Regions from separate parts of the Ostrinia nubilalis genome. Here region 1 is linked to region 2. A link is a contact called in public Hi-C data. All regions are on one chromosome and are shown on one strand. Each heading gives the region's core, a stretch centred on a gene start, on an enhancer-like site or on the middle of the called end of the contact. The rest is flanking DNA. Distances are from core to core; before and after follow the strand shown. Region 1 holds the start of LOC135075133 (tRNA N(3)-methylcytidine methyltransferase Mettl2). Region 2 holds the start of LOC135075131 (ribosome biogenesis protein WDR12 homolog).

Region 1 (6,763 bases), core at 977-3,476, 210 kb after region 2:
CCCATTACGGATATGGACTCGCGAAATTCGCGAATCCATGTCCATCTGAACTTCCAAAACGCAATATAAAATTCAACATGTAGACTATTTCGTTTGTGGGAGTCGTTAATGACCCATGGAATCGTTTTTATGATGTTTACTTTGATCAGAGTACAGCATCTAACGTCTTTTATGGAGCAATAACTTGAAATTCGATAGCAAATTGGATGTTTCTTCGTGTACAGAGAGAATCTCAAATGCCATCGCACTACTTCTTAGTTACCTAGGTACGCTCTGTGTTCCATATGAAATAAACATGAACATAGTTTTAACCCTTTTACATATTTTTTTTTTAAATAAGTACCCACCCACATATTATTATGCAATTTAAGTTAATTTAATTTACCTATACCTTTAATTTAAGAAAGTGGTATTTTAAATTGGGGAATTATAAAACGAGCGACTAAAAAAAAACTTTGCGACTGATGATGGCATACTGTTTTAATACCTTGAGCGGTATGAATTTGAGTAAGCGAAAAATTTATCAAACTAACGACGAATATTGATCAATAATAAAATCCAGAACGAGCTCACAAAATGTGGGTTTTGATTATTACATTTCAGACATAAAAATACTATCCGGGCGACTAAATTACTGAGTGAGCGACTAGAAATACAGAGAGGGCAACTTTAATATGAAGATACATTAGATTTTTCTAATTGAGGTTTTACTGAACGAACTACAAAAAAGTTAATTCTAAGCAAAGTTTTGTGAGCTGCTTTATTAATGATTATTGGTTACTGATATTATATTTGAGGTCTCATATTTTTTATTTTGATACGCTTTATTAATGAAAACTACAGATTGTTACAGCGCGCGAATTCGAATGGGGGCGGGGCGACTGTCCCGAATTTTTAACAAAATATGTATGCAAACACGTTTTGGGTCTAGCAATTCGGCTCAAACTAACAACACCGCCACTGGAAGCAAAAGTGATACCTATTGGACGAAAAAGAAAACGAGGCCGGCCCGCTCTGTCCAAGCCAGCACTTATCATACAGTGACGATGAGTAGGTAGAGCTCCTCAATCATCATAGGTACCAATTAATGAACCTTATTAATAAGATAACTTTTTTTTTTTGGGTTGACAGAAGCGACTTATTTTATTTTGTTTTTTTTTTGTTGATTCGATTTAAGAAAATACAAATTTATTTCATTTTTCGTAATACATTGTTTCATTTGATTACCTAGTACCTACCCTTAAATCTTAATGATTTATTTTTTTCGCTACTAGAATAGTGTTCCGTCAAATATTTATTTCATAAGATCATTTTTTATTTAAATGTGGGCTCATAATACCCTGCTCATAACAGTATTTTTCAAAGTAGTTTTTGCATTCGAAACACTTCATTAAAGTTAAAAATACCGCTCAGTATAAAAAAAGCATTTGCCAAATATTGAAAAAAATGCAGGTCCTAACGTTGACACTCAATCAAATATTAGGTCGCTCAAATATTATGAAGCTTCTCATTTTGTATTTTAAGGAACTCATTTTTTTTTTGTAAGTTGCTATTCTTTTGATTTTTCGTCACTCGCACTCTGTCGCTCACTTAGTAATTCTTTAGCCCACATTAATTATTTTTGACACTTACAACATAAATTTACAGTCACTCGTTTAAATACTACCCTTTTAAATTGTTTTAAGGATTGACGAAATGGTAAATTCGTGTGCGATGACAAACTGCCGAGCGTGGAAATAAATCTTATAATGTATTTAATATAAGTTTAGTTAATAAAATGATTGGCAAATCGTCGAAATTTATCTGTGCAAAGGCAAATTATAGTTCCAAAATACTGAACTGTCCTATCGATGACATTGACAGTGGGGCGCCACCGTCAATACCGGATCGCTGGTTCCGATTTTTGCCATGTTGGAAACCATATAGTTGAACGATGGTGGCGCCCCCCTGTCATTGAGTTTGGTGGGACAGTTCAGCGTGGGTCATCTATACCTATCTCTTTTGGAAATTATAAAGAAAAGTTGGAAAATGTGTAAAGATACTTTTAGCGACATCTATGAAATAAATCTAAGGTTACTTTTATTTCATATCTATGGTTAACCGGAAATGATTAGTCGAACGTTAAAATAATGGAATCCATTCGAAATTTTGATTTGACTTTGACGGGACGTTTTGTGGTTACTTTTTGACAGTGACAACTGACAGCTGTTTGTTACGAACTTACGATAGAACATAACCTATAAACTTTAAAGTTTTACTTTATTTATTTATGAAAAACTTAATAATATTGAATAATTATATGTAATGGATGACTCAAGTACAAGTGAAAAAAGACCACAGTTTGGGAATCGCATCTTGGAGAATGTTGACGAGGTCTTCAAACATAACGCGTGGTATCGTATCTTCTTTACTAAGACACTGTTCTAGATCTAGTTGTGCCGATAATGCCACAATAAAACCAGATCTAGAAAAGACTAGGCACAGAAAAAAGCCTCCTGGAGGCTCCAGATTCTTAGAAGACAAAAATAATGTGTACCTTTTCAATGCTTGGTACTGGGCTTCTTCTGACATTATTATGTAGGTACTTTCAAAGAATATTTGATAAATAACTAATTTTGTTATTTTCAGGGACAATGTCCAGTGGGATGAGGATCAGGAAAAAGCGGCCAAAGAGAAAGTGGAACTGAACTCTAAAGTGACATTCTCTGAAGATCGCCTAAAAGATTTGGATGTAAATGCTGACAAACATTGGGATGCTTTCTATGATATTCATCAAAACAGGTACAAAAATAATAGGATTTATTTAATAAGAATAATGAAAATAATTTGCTATGGATGGCTAAATAAATACTTTTAACCCCATTTCCTATTAACAATTTTTAACTTAGTTTTTGTATTACATTCTAGATTCTTCAAAGACCGCCACTGGCTATTCACTGAGTTTCCTGAACTAGCCCCAGATTATACTGCAGCACCTCAAAGAGTTTATGCAAATGATAACGATAATAAAATTTCAGAGATTGATAAACCTGCTGTTCCAAATACTGATTCAAAAAGATTAATATTTGAAATTGGCTGTGGTGTAGGAAATACAATATTCCCAATTTTGCAATACAGTACTGATCCGAACTTATTCATTTATGGGTGCGATTTCTCATCAAAAGCAATTGAAATAATGCAGCAAAATGAACTATATGACACCAAGAGATGCAATGTGTTTGTATTGGATGCAACTAGTAAGGAATGGGAGGTGCCGTTTGAAGAAAACACATTGGACATTATTGTCTTGATATTTGTACTATCTGCCATAGATCCTTCAAAGTGAGTACACTATTCTAATAACTAATTATATGAAAGAGATAAAGAAAAGTGTATTAAAATAGGACACACATATTCGCAGTAATACAAATATAAATAAAACTGAATTATAAATAACTTTTAATTTGTCTCTTATTTCAGAATGCAAATTGTCATCAACAACATTTACAAATACTTGAAACCTGGTGGTTTAGTTGTGTTTCGTGACTACGGCCAGTATGACCTTGCACAGCTAAGATTTAAGAAAGGACGCTGTATATCTGACAACTTCTATGCCAGAGGAGACAACACTAAAGTGTACTTTTTTACTCAAGAGGAAGTGGCAAAATTATTTAAAGATGCTGGGTTTCTGGAAGAACAAAACTTGATTGACAGGAGACTCCAAGTGAATAGAGGGAAGATGTTGACCATGTACAGAGTTTGGATACAAGGAAAATATAGAAAACCGTTATAGTTTACACATATTTCATTATATTGGTAAGATGTACATAATTTCATTAAAACGTATACAAATTAAGAATAATTGAAATGCGAATTATTTATTTACTGATTAGCTTTATCTATTAATTCACAGTAAAAACTAAAGATATAACTGTAAAAACGCTAAGCCAGACAGGGACAACTAATTAACTAATCAATATTTTCAAATTTGAAATGATATGGAGTCCTAAATTCATTCATAAGTTTGGTAATTACTTGCAATGGTGGTCCAGTCCAAGTAACTCTGACTGTGTTCAACAACTTCTTTGTAAATATCTCTATTTCCAATTCAGCAATTCGTCGACCAATACAAGATCTCACTCCGAATCCGAATGGTAACGTTACCATAGGATGAGTGTTGCCATGATACAAAGGATCCGATTTTTCAGCCAACCACCTTTCTGGGATGAATTCCTTTGCTCGGACATAGTGTTTCTCCGATTTTGATAAATTCTCATTAGGCGTTACAGCGAATACCTAGAAAATTAAAGTTTTAATAATATCACAAACTAGAATATTTTTCTTCAAAACTGACTATACATTTTCTTGTATTAATGTAGAAGAAAGATAAGGAGCAGATCAACACCAAATTATAAGAAATTACTGAAATTCATATACTTGTTACTTTAATCCTTCCTTACCCCTTTTGGAATCAGATATCCGCCTACTACATGTTCCTTCGATGTTTGGCGTAGATTGCCAGGTAATATTGGCATCAGCCTCATGGACTCTTTCAAACAAGCTTTTAAATATCGCGCGCTTTTCTGCTCGCGTATCTCTCGACGAACTTTCTCTTGCGCTTCTTGGTTTATGGCCAGATGGTATAAAAGACCGGTAACTGTAAACGCCACCTGTATTCAAAAATTATGAGGGTATAAATGTTTAACTAGACAAGGGATCCTTCCGTGATAAGTACAATCAAAACGTGATTGCAGATCACATTTTTAAAGATTGCACCTATAGTTATCAACTAATAATGCCTCGTTTATTTTACACTAGCTGACCCGGCGAACTTTGTTCCGCCTTAATGGCAATAAATAAGCAGACTTTTTTTTTAAATTTCGAACGGGATAAAAAGTATCCTATGTCCTTCTCCTGGCTCTAAACTACCTCCCTGACAATTTTCAGCTAAATCGGTTCAGCCGTTCTTGAGTTATAAGTGGAGTAACTAACACGACTTTCTTTTATATATATACAGGGTGTTAGGTAAATGGGTATATGAGCCGACACTAGCCCATGTTAACATGGTCATATAAATGGTATGGTGAAGTCAGAAAATTGATATCTTCGTTTTAATTATTTTATTTATCATACAAATCGGATTTTATAAAATTAATTTTGTATGAAAATTAAAAAAAATAAAATGATGATATCAAATTTCTGACTTCACCATACCATTTATATGACCATGTTAACATGGGCTAGTGTCGGATCATATACCCATTTACCTAACACCCTGTAGATAAAGGCCCATTCTACTACCCTGAGCCCATGGCTGGCTACGCCCATGTAGGTACCTATCTAGCAGTTAAAGAAGTTTAAATATGCGATTGCTTAGTAGTAATACGCTTACCGTATCAATTCCAGCTAAAAGCATTTCGTTTGCCATCATAACCGCCACCCTCTCATCTATAGCAAGCAATTTCTCCAGAATGCTTTGGTCTTCGTCGGGCACGTCGTGACCTCTCTCACGAATTTGCTTTTTCGCTTGATTGATATACATTTCGCTTACACTAAAAATGTTATTCGTTTATCAATCTAAACCAAAAGTTACCACGAATATACAAGCAAACAAGATTTTTATTTCAATTTTAACTTGTATCTAAAACCTAAAGCATTATTTTGAAGGCACTTACTCCCACTGTAGGTCATACATCTCCATCATTTTCTTGAAATTTGTAGACTTTTCCTTGTTCCAATTTGGTATAAATTCCAGTTTGAACATTAGATCTGCGATGGTCTTCGAGCAATACATTAGTTTCTGGCTAGGGTGGTCTGCTGGTAAATTGTCTTGAAGACAGCCTAGTCTATTTCCTAGTCCAACTAGGGCCACTGATTCTAACGACCATTTGGTTATTTCTGAACTGAATTCTTTAGGCTCATCTTTAAATCTGAGTAACCTGAAAATTAGATCATAATTTTGATGTTGAATCTAGGTAAAACTATTAATTTCGTCCAAGTATATTTTTGTCTACCTTGCAATTGAATCTTCAGCTATCTGTTCAAGCCCTGGAGCGTATAATTTGACAAGTTTTGGTTTCAGTAACGCCGGATTTACTTTCGTACGGAAATCACGCCATTTCTCCCCTTGTCTGGGAAATAAAATAGTGGTGACATTTTTTCGCCCATTGCCAAATCTACTTTGTGTATATCGATGATATCGTTACGTTATATTATTATTTATGAAATTACTATCGGCCACAGTGTGAACTATCCATTTCCGTTTTTGCTCTCGCTTTCATCAAATGGTGATTCTTTGCGATATAATGTCGTCTCGACATGACCGGCAATGGGTAGTTAACACTGTTGCCGATAGTACTTTGTGCATATCGATTCTCCTTGTTGCTAGAGCTCTAGTGTTTGTCCAAACATCTTTCAAGATTATTACCCGATCGGTTATTAAGATTGTTCTAAGGTAAATGAGACTACCCCATTCATGCTCATGCAAGTCTTTTACACACCAATTACTTACGCAGATGTTAGGCCGTAGACTCCATCATATCTCTCTTTCCGTAGAACTTCTCTGTAATAATCCAAGGCTTGTACTCCTGGCCGAAGAGGATTTGTTTCTTCAGCCCTATAAACCTAAAAAATAAACATTTAAAAACATAACCCTCCTTCTGGCGCAGTCGGGTAAATAAATAACAGTCGGCTCAAAAAGGCAACATTGTACGAGATTCTAGGTTCACATAGAATGTTCATGAAAATAATAATTTCATAACGCACCTTCTCATAGTCCTCTGGC
Region 2 (5,853 bases), core at 2,878-5,377:
GTCAAGTGGAGTTGCGGAAACTCCTCGTGCCAGTGGCATTTGAGTAATAATATACTGAAAATATAATTTATTCTATTGGGTCATCAGAACAGATCTGTCTTAATCGCTCATGTCTCATAGACACTGAGACTTTCAGAAACCTTATTTTTTTTGCATGTCAATCGCAAGTAAATAGAGCCAACACAAAGATCCTAAATTCCCAAGCCTGGAATACTCTCAGAAACATCATGGCAGAATAATGTCTCTAAATATCTTAAAGGACTGGGATCTTATTTGTGCACTAAGACAAGCTCAAAAACTTGGGACTTTATTTCAAAAAAAAAAAAAAAAAAAAAAAATTATTTATACATTTGCCAACTGCAACATTGACTGTCCCCGGAGGACGTCTCTCTTCAAGCAATAGGTATGGTATGTGAAAGATACAACATCAACTCAAGTCAAAGCATAACTGATTTATTATTTGTATACCCACAATTAGTTACAATATTATAAACTGTCAATGTCAACTAAATACACAATAGTATGCAGCTGTTTCTGAGAGGATTTTAAGAGGTATAGACGCCATAGACTTTAGTTCAAAGCCGTTGCGGCGAAAAGAAGTCACAGACTTCCAAGTCCACAGACGCAGCGGATGCGTAGTGGGGCGTTCAACTAGGGTTGCTAATTATTTTTTTCGAAAATATTATTATAACAGTAGATTAAAGGTCAGAGAAGGAAAATAGACAGTACTTTACAAAAATTTTACAGGTCAGTGTTACAACGCACACCTAAAATGTAATGTTGGCATTTACTTTTGAAAAATACATATATATTTTTACTAGTGATGATGACACTCCAATGCGATGGAGATGTAGCATTAAGTCATCAGGATCGATTGAATGAAGTTCACATCCTGATAGAAGGAGGTACTCGATCACGGGCCCTCCTCAAATTAACCACCAAGCTCCTGAAGGTCACATTCTGACACAGACACAGTCAGAAACGAAGGAGGTACTCGATCACGGGCCCTCCTCAAATTGACCACCAAGCTCCTGAAGGTCACATTCTGACACAGACACAGTCAGAAACGAAGGAGGTACTCGATCACGGGCCCTCCTCAAATTGACCACCAAGCTCATGAACTTGACCGAACAGCTCGACATGACGCTGTCGGCTTGTTATCTACCAGGAGATGGGATTGCAGACCGGGCCATAGGCACGGTATCCCAGACCACCTGTAACATCAAAGGGTCGAGTAGTACCCAGGTGGAATCTATTAGTACCCCAGGCCGCGGAGGCCATACTCAGTGTATGGGGAGTCCCAGACAGAGACTTGTTTGCTTCCATTTAGAATATATTAGTACCCCAGGCCGCGGAGGCCATACTCAGTGTATGGGGAGTCGCAGACAGAGACTTGTTTGTTCCAGTTAGAATCCATTAGTACCCCCGGCCACAGAGGCTATATTCATTATGTAGGGGTGTCCCAAAATAGACTTATTGGCTTCCAGGGCCACGGCAGTAGTATTAACTATGTTACACTGGACTCAAAAGATGGATGTTAAATATTAAATAAAATTATACTGTTTGTGTTCCTTAAATAAACAAGTAAAATTATAATTGAAAATTAGCTAATAAATAGTATTATCCATCTTTTGTACCACATTAAGGCAAATAGATCAGAACTCTGATTCTTTATGACGCCCTTCAGCCGTCTCTGGGATTATCAGCTGGATGAGTGTTTTCACCTCCCAGCTACAGACGTTACCATACTTGAATGGCAGACGGAACATACATTCTAATAACATCGGCCCCAGTGCTAATAAAGGATCTGTTAGAGACCCTAGTCTACAACAAGTAGATAAGTTATCTCTCCAAAATTTAAAATTGGTGGTGGAAGGAGCAATCATAAGATGCATTATGTGGGTCAATCTCACAGCATTGACCACAAGTTACCAACTGGTAGTGATGTGGTAGCCAGTGGCGGCGTAGCGTGGCTTGGCGCGCGGGGCGGTCCGTACCCCCCATATATATCCGCCCCCCCGGGGGCTATGGCACCCCAGAATGGTCTGGTCTGGTGCCCCCCAGGATTTTTGGGTTACCGATTCGAAGATGAAAGATGTTTTACGCCGTTACTATAGCGCTGCTGTTAGCCAAGCTGTTTTTACAGAAAAAACTTGCAGTACAAAACTGATACTTAGGTCAGTTGTATCTACCTTTACCTTTTGTACATCAGTTCCTTAAGGCCATTTCACTTGCAAGGCCAAGTACACCGAGATCACCGGTCTTTAGTATTAAATTACTGGAATTAATTTGACTGGTTGCCGGCTGCTGGACTTTCTTCTAGCATTGAATTTTACTTGATAAACAGCTCTCATTCTTCTTCTTGCTTCAGATCGAAGAATCCATGATCTCATTCCTTTGGACACATTACAGGATTACTTTGTTGAAGTATCAGAATATGATCACATTGTGACATTGGCGTATCTAGGGTTGTTTTGCGGGGGGGGCCCAGAACCTCCCCGCTATAGACATGACGTCAGCATTTTGGCTGATATTTGGATCTGAATCTGATTCAACCACCTACAGACTGTCTCTGACTGCTAAGCACCCAGATGAGCGCATAATTATGTCCTGTAGTTTCATATTAGTGAGCTGATAAAGACTTCATTTTAATGGAGACCCCAGAGTTATGTGTGAAATTTGTTTATTTCCATAAACAATATGATAACGCCTGTTTTCCAGGTCAAATATTACAAATTGGATTAAGATCATTTTTAGTGAATAATTACTTCTCCAAGAAGTGCAGTGAATATTTGCTTCTCCATGAAGTGTTTGGTCTGCAGTAACATCCAGATACTGGCTGGACAAGAGAGTAGTTGATAAGACCCCCAATATTTAATTGGAGGTGGGGGTATGTATACCTTTATGAAATATTACTGCAGAGACCTACGAAGGAACAATAACATCTTGTATTTATGAGTTTATAATTTTACAAGCATGTTATTAATAGTTAATTGTTTAATGTTATGTTATTCATAACGAGTTTTTAGTAATGTTTTAATTGTTCAAGATGAAAAAATGTTTATGTTTATACATATTTATATTTTCAGATGGGGAGATCTTACTATTAACCTACCATAAGTACCAGAATGATTTTATTGGTTGATAAGAAGTTAATGACATAATGTTGATCTCAAGGAGATGTCCTAAATAATTTGAGTTATTTAACCTAAAGACTGGTTATTTGTTTAATAAGTTTCTTATTGGTTCGTCTGCTTCTCAGAGAGTACAATAAGTTGTTTAATGTATTATTTTGTATTGTGATATTAAACTTCTTTATATTCTTTCATTCTTAATACATTTTATATCACATAGCGTTTGTGCTTGACACCAGCAGATAACAAACAGGTCTCAACAGAACGCTGTGTTTTATTAAGGCACATAATAGAACTGTTTTGCATTACAACAAAACAGTTATTATGTGTAGAATAAAACACAGCGTTCCAGCAAGTGCTTGCTGGTGTTGGACGACTATGAAATGTCAAGTTGACAGATCACCAATTTCCATAGAAAGTGGTGCCAGCTGGTGTATGAAGAAGGTAAACTAGATGATAAAGCAGAGACAATTGGTAAGTTTTCTTATACCATAGACTAAAATAAGGCAAAGATCATAGACAGCTCTCTCAACAGAACGCTGTGTTTTATTCTACACATAATAACTGTTTTGTTGTAATGCAAAACAGTTCTATTATTAATTCTAAGCAAAAAAGGCTTATTACATCTGAATTTTCAAAAAATGACAGCTGTCAGAATTCCGTCGAATTAAAAATCGGACTTTACATGGTTTGTTTCGGAACCAATGAGCTTAAAAGAAATAAAAAAAAAAAAATCAAAGATATAATAATGCGATGGAGTGGTAACAAACTTGTTGCAGCACTTGTGGATTATTGCAGATGGCATGTTTACTGACCGCTTTAAAACCATATTTTTAAGAGTTTTATTAGCTTCAAAGCGGAAGTTGTACGTTTTAAAGCTTGACAAGCATTTTCCAAATGATTTTTAAAAACCGGTTCTCGATAAACTATTATCGATATGTGTATGACTCTATTTTAGAATTGTCAGAGTGACAGTTCATCCACAAACGTCAAAGTAAAATTGTCTGTGGTATTTGGTCCATGCTTGCAGTTGGTGTTTTTAATGTTTTCCTTTTCGTAAATTAACAATTTTACAGGAATTTTAATCAGTAGTAGCGCTTAAAATGGCTGCAGATTTAGCTGAAGTTCAGCTACAAGTGCGCTTTGTAACGAAACAGGAGCAGTAAGTAATATACGTTTGTTTACCGGCGTGGTTTACAGGCTACAAACGTGTTACTAATGTTATTGTTTGTTAATTAATACAGGTATGCAGTTCCCGATAGTCCTTATGCTATACAAAGCAATGTTCAATCATCAGACCTCAATACTCTGGTTAATGCTCTCCTGAAGGAGACCAATGCTGCTCTTGAAAAGGCGGTAGAATTCGATTTCCTAGTATGTGGAGAACTCCTTTGCACGACCCTTGCGGAGCACTTGCAAGAGAAAAGTGCATCTACAGAAGAAACTTTAGAAATCGAATATTTAGAGAGGTTTCCAGCACCAGCTCCTCAAGATTGTTTGATGCACGATGACTGGGTGTCAGCTGTGCAGGCATATGGCAATTGGTAAGATATTCAAGTAGAGCAGCTTATTTACATTGCAATACTGATCATTTTATACCTACTTTATCTGTAACTAAGTTTTAAGAAGGAATTGTGGCTAAGTAAGATAATTTTTGATTTTGCAGGATTCTCTCAGGCAGCTATGATAACAGCATTCATATTTGGAGCAATAAAGGTCAACACAAGCTGGCCATCCCAGGCCACACCTCACCAGTCAAGGCAGTCTCTTGGGCTTCTTTTGTTGGAGATAAAGCTGTATTTGTGAGGTAAGTAACATAACTAAACATGAATTTAATTTTTGTCTACATTATAATATGGCATGTATTTAAATGATCTTTTTAAATTAGCAAAAACGGCAAATAAAAAAATCTAAATGGTCATTAATTTTAATGATTGATCCTCTTTCTTTGAGATATAAAATAAATGAAATCGATCGATATTTTAACCTCTTTTGAACTACGCAAAACATTTTTGAGATGTAAAATTTATGTCTGATCGTTACTTGTTGGTCCTCAAAAATAAGAGAAATGAGCACCAAATATTCAATATTGTGATACTTTTTTAAATAATTCGATTTGTATAAATTTTTTTTTGTCTATAGCAAATAATCTTCAAAATAATTATGTTATGGTAGGTACTTATTTTTATTAAGTTGTAGTCAAAGGATGGAAACTATTTAAAGGCACTTGATGTTCAAAGATTTATTTTTTTATTAAAAAAAGCATACTTAACAGGTTCACACTGCGTTATCGGGTCGAATTGACCTTAGGTGCTGGATGCGTTGGTGCGGGATGGATATATTCGGTCATTTCAGTAGTACGAAAATAAATATTGTTTTGCAATTGTTTCGTCAAACACAGTAAATATTTGGAAAAAAAACTTATCAGGTCCTTACGACCCGACGTCGCACTAAAAGTAAAAAAATATCGTTTAGTGCTTTTATCGGGTCTAATCGACCCATTGACAGATGAATCTATGGTCACTGATCACGGTCGTGATCGGTATACTAAGAGAAAATCAGCCTTGCGATTTGAAAAAAAAAAATAAAAAGGTAAAAATTATGATGTCGGGTTCAGGGATGCCAGAAGTAAGAAATTATCCCAAACTAAGCAAAGCTTGTAATTTAAACAAACATGGCAATGTACTATTCTGCTTGCTTATTGGCCGCTAAGCCCTTG

The links. A called contact is a pair of places that touch in the nucleus more often than the background predicts.
Region 1: a Hi-C map of whole body shows a contact between it and region 2, with 2.5 times the contacts expected there. The contact joins the promoter of LOC135075133 here to the promoter of LOC135075131 in region 2. A contact is called at or near these places in 2 of 5 Hi-C or Micro-C datasets (whole body and whole larva).

Annotation. Positions count from the first base shown.
Region 1 is chr10:8,704,426-8,711,188 of ilOstNubi1.1, forward strand. LOC135075133 (tRNA N(3)-methylcytidine methyltransferase Mettl2) reads left to right here and starts at 2,227. Exons shown (of 4, transcript XM_063969480.1): 1 at 2,227-2,393; 2 at 2,629-2,781; 3 at 2,908-3,321; 4 at 3,460-3,847. The coding sequence starts at 2,305. The coding sequence ends at 3,772. LOC135075134 (cytochrome P450 CYP12A2-like) reads right to left here. Exons shown (of 9, transcript XM_063969481.1): 3 at 6,745-6,763; 4 at 6,491-6,603; 5 at 5,994-6,110; 6 at 5,655-5,918; 7 at 5,372-5,531; 8 at 4,440-4,649; 9 at 3,767-4,275. The coding sequence ends at 3,949.
Region 2 is chr10:8,487,627-8,493,479 of ilOstNubi1.1, forward strand. LOC135075131 (ribosome biogenesis protein WDR12 homolog) reads left to right here and starts at 4,128. Exons shown (of 9, transcript XM_063969478.1): 1 at 4,128-4,296; 2 at 4,379-4,678; 3 at 4,801-4,941. The coding sequence starts at 4,238. LOC135075127 (a long non-coding RNA gene) reads left to right here and starts at 2,798. Exons shown (of 2, transcript XR_010257968.1): 1 at 2,798-2,890; 2 at 3,090-3,335.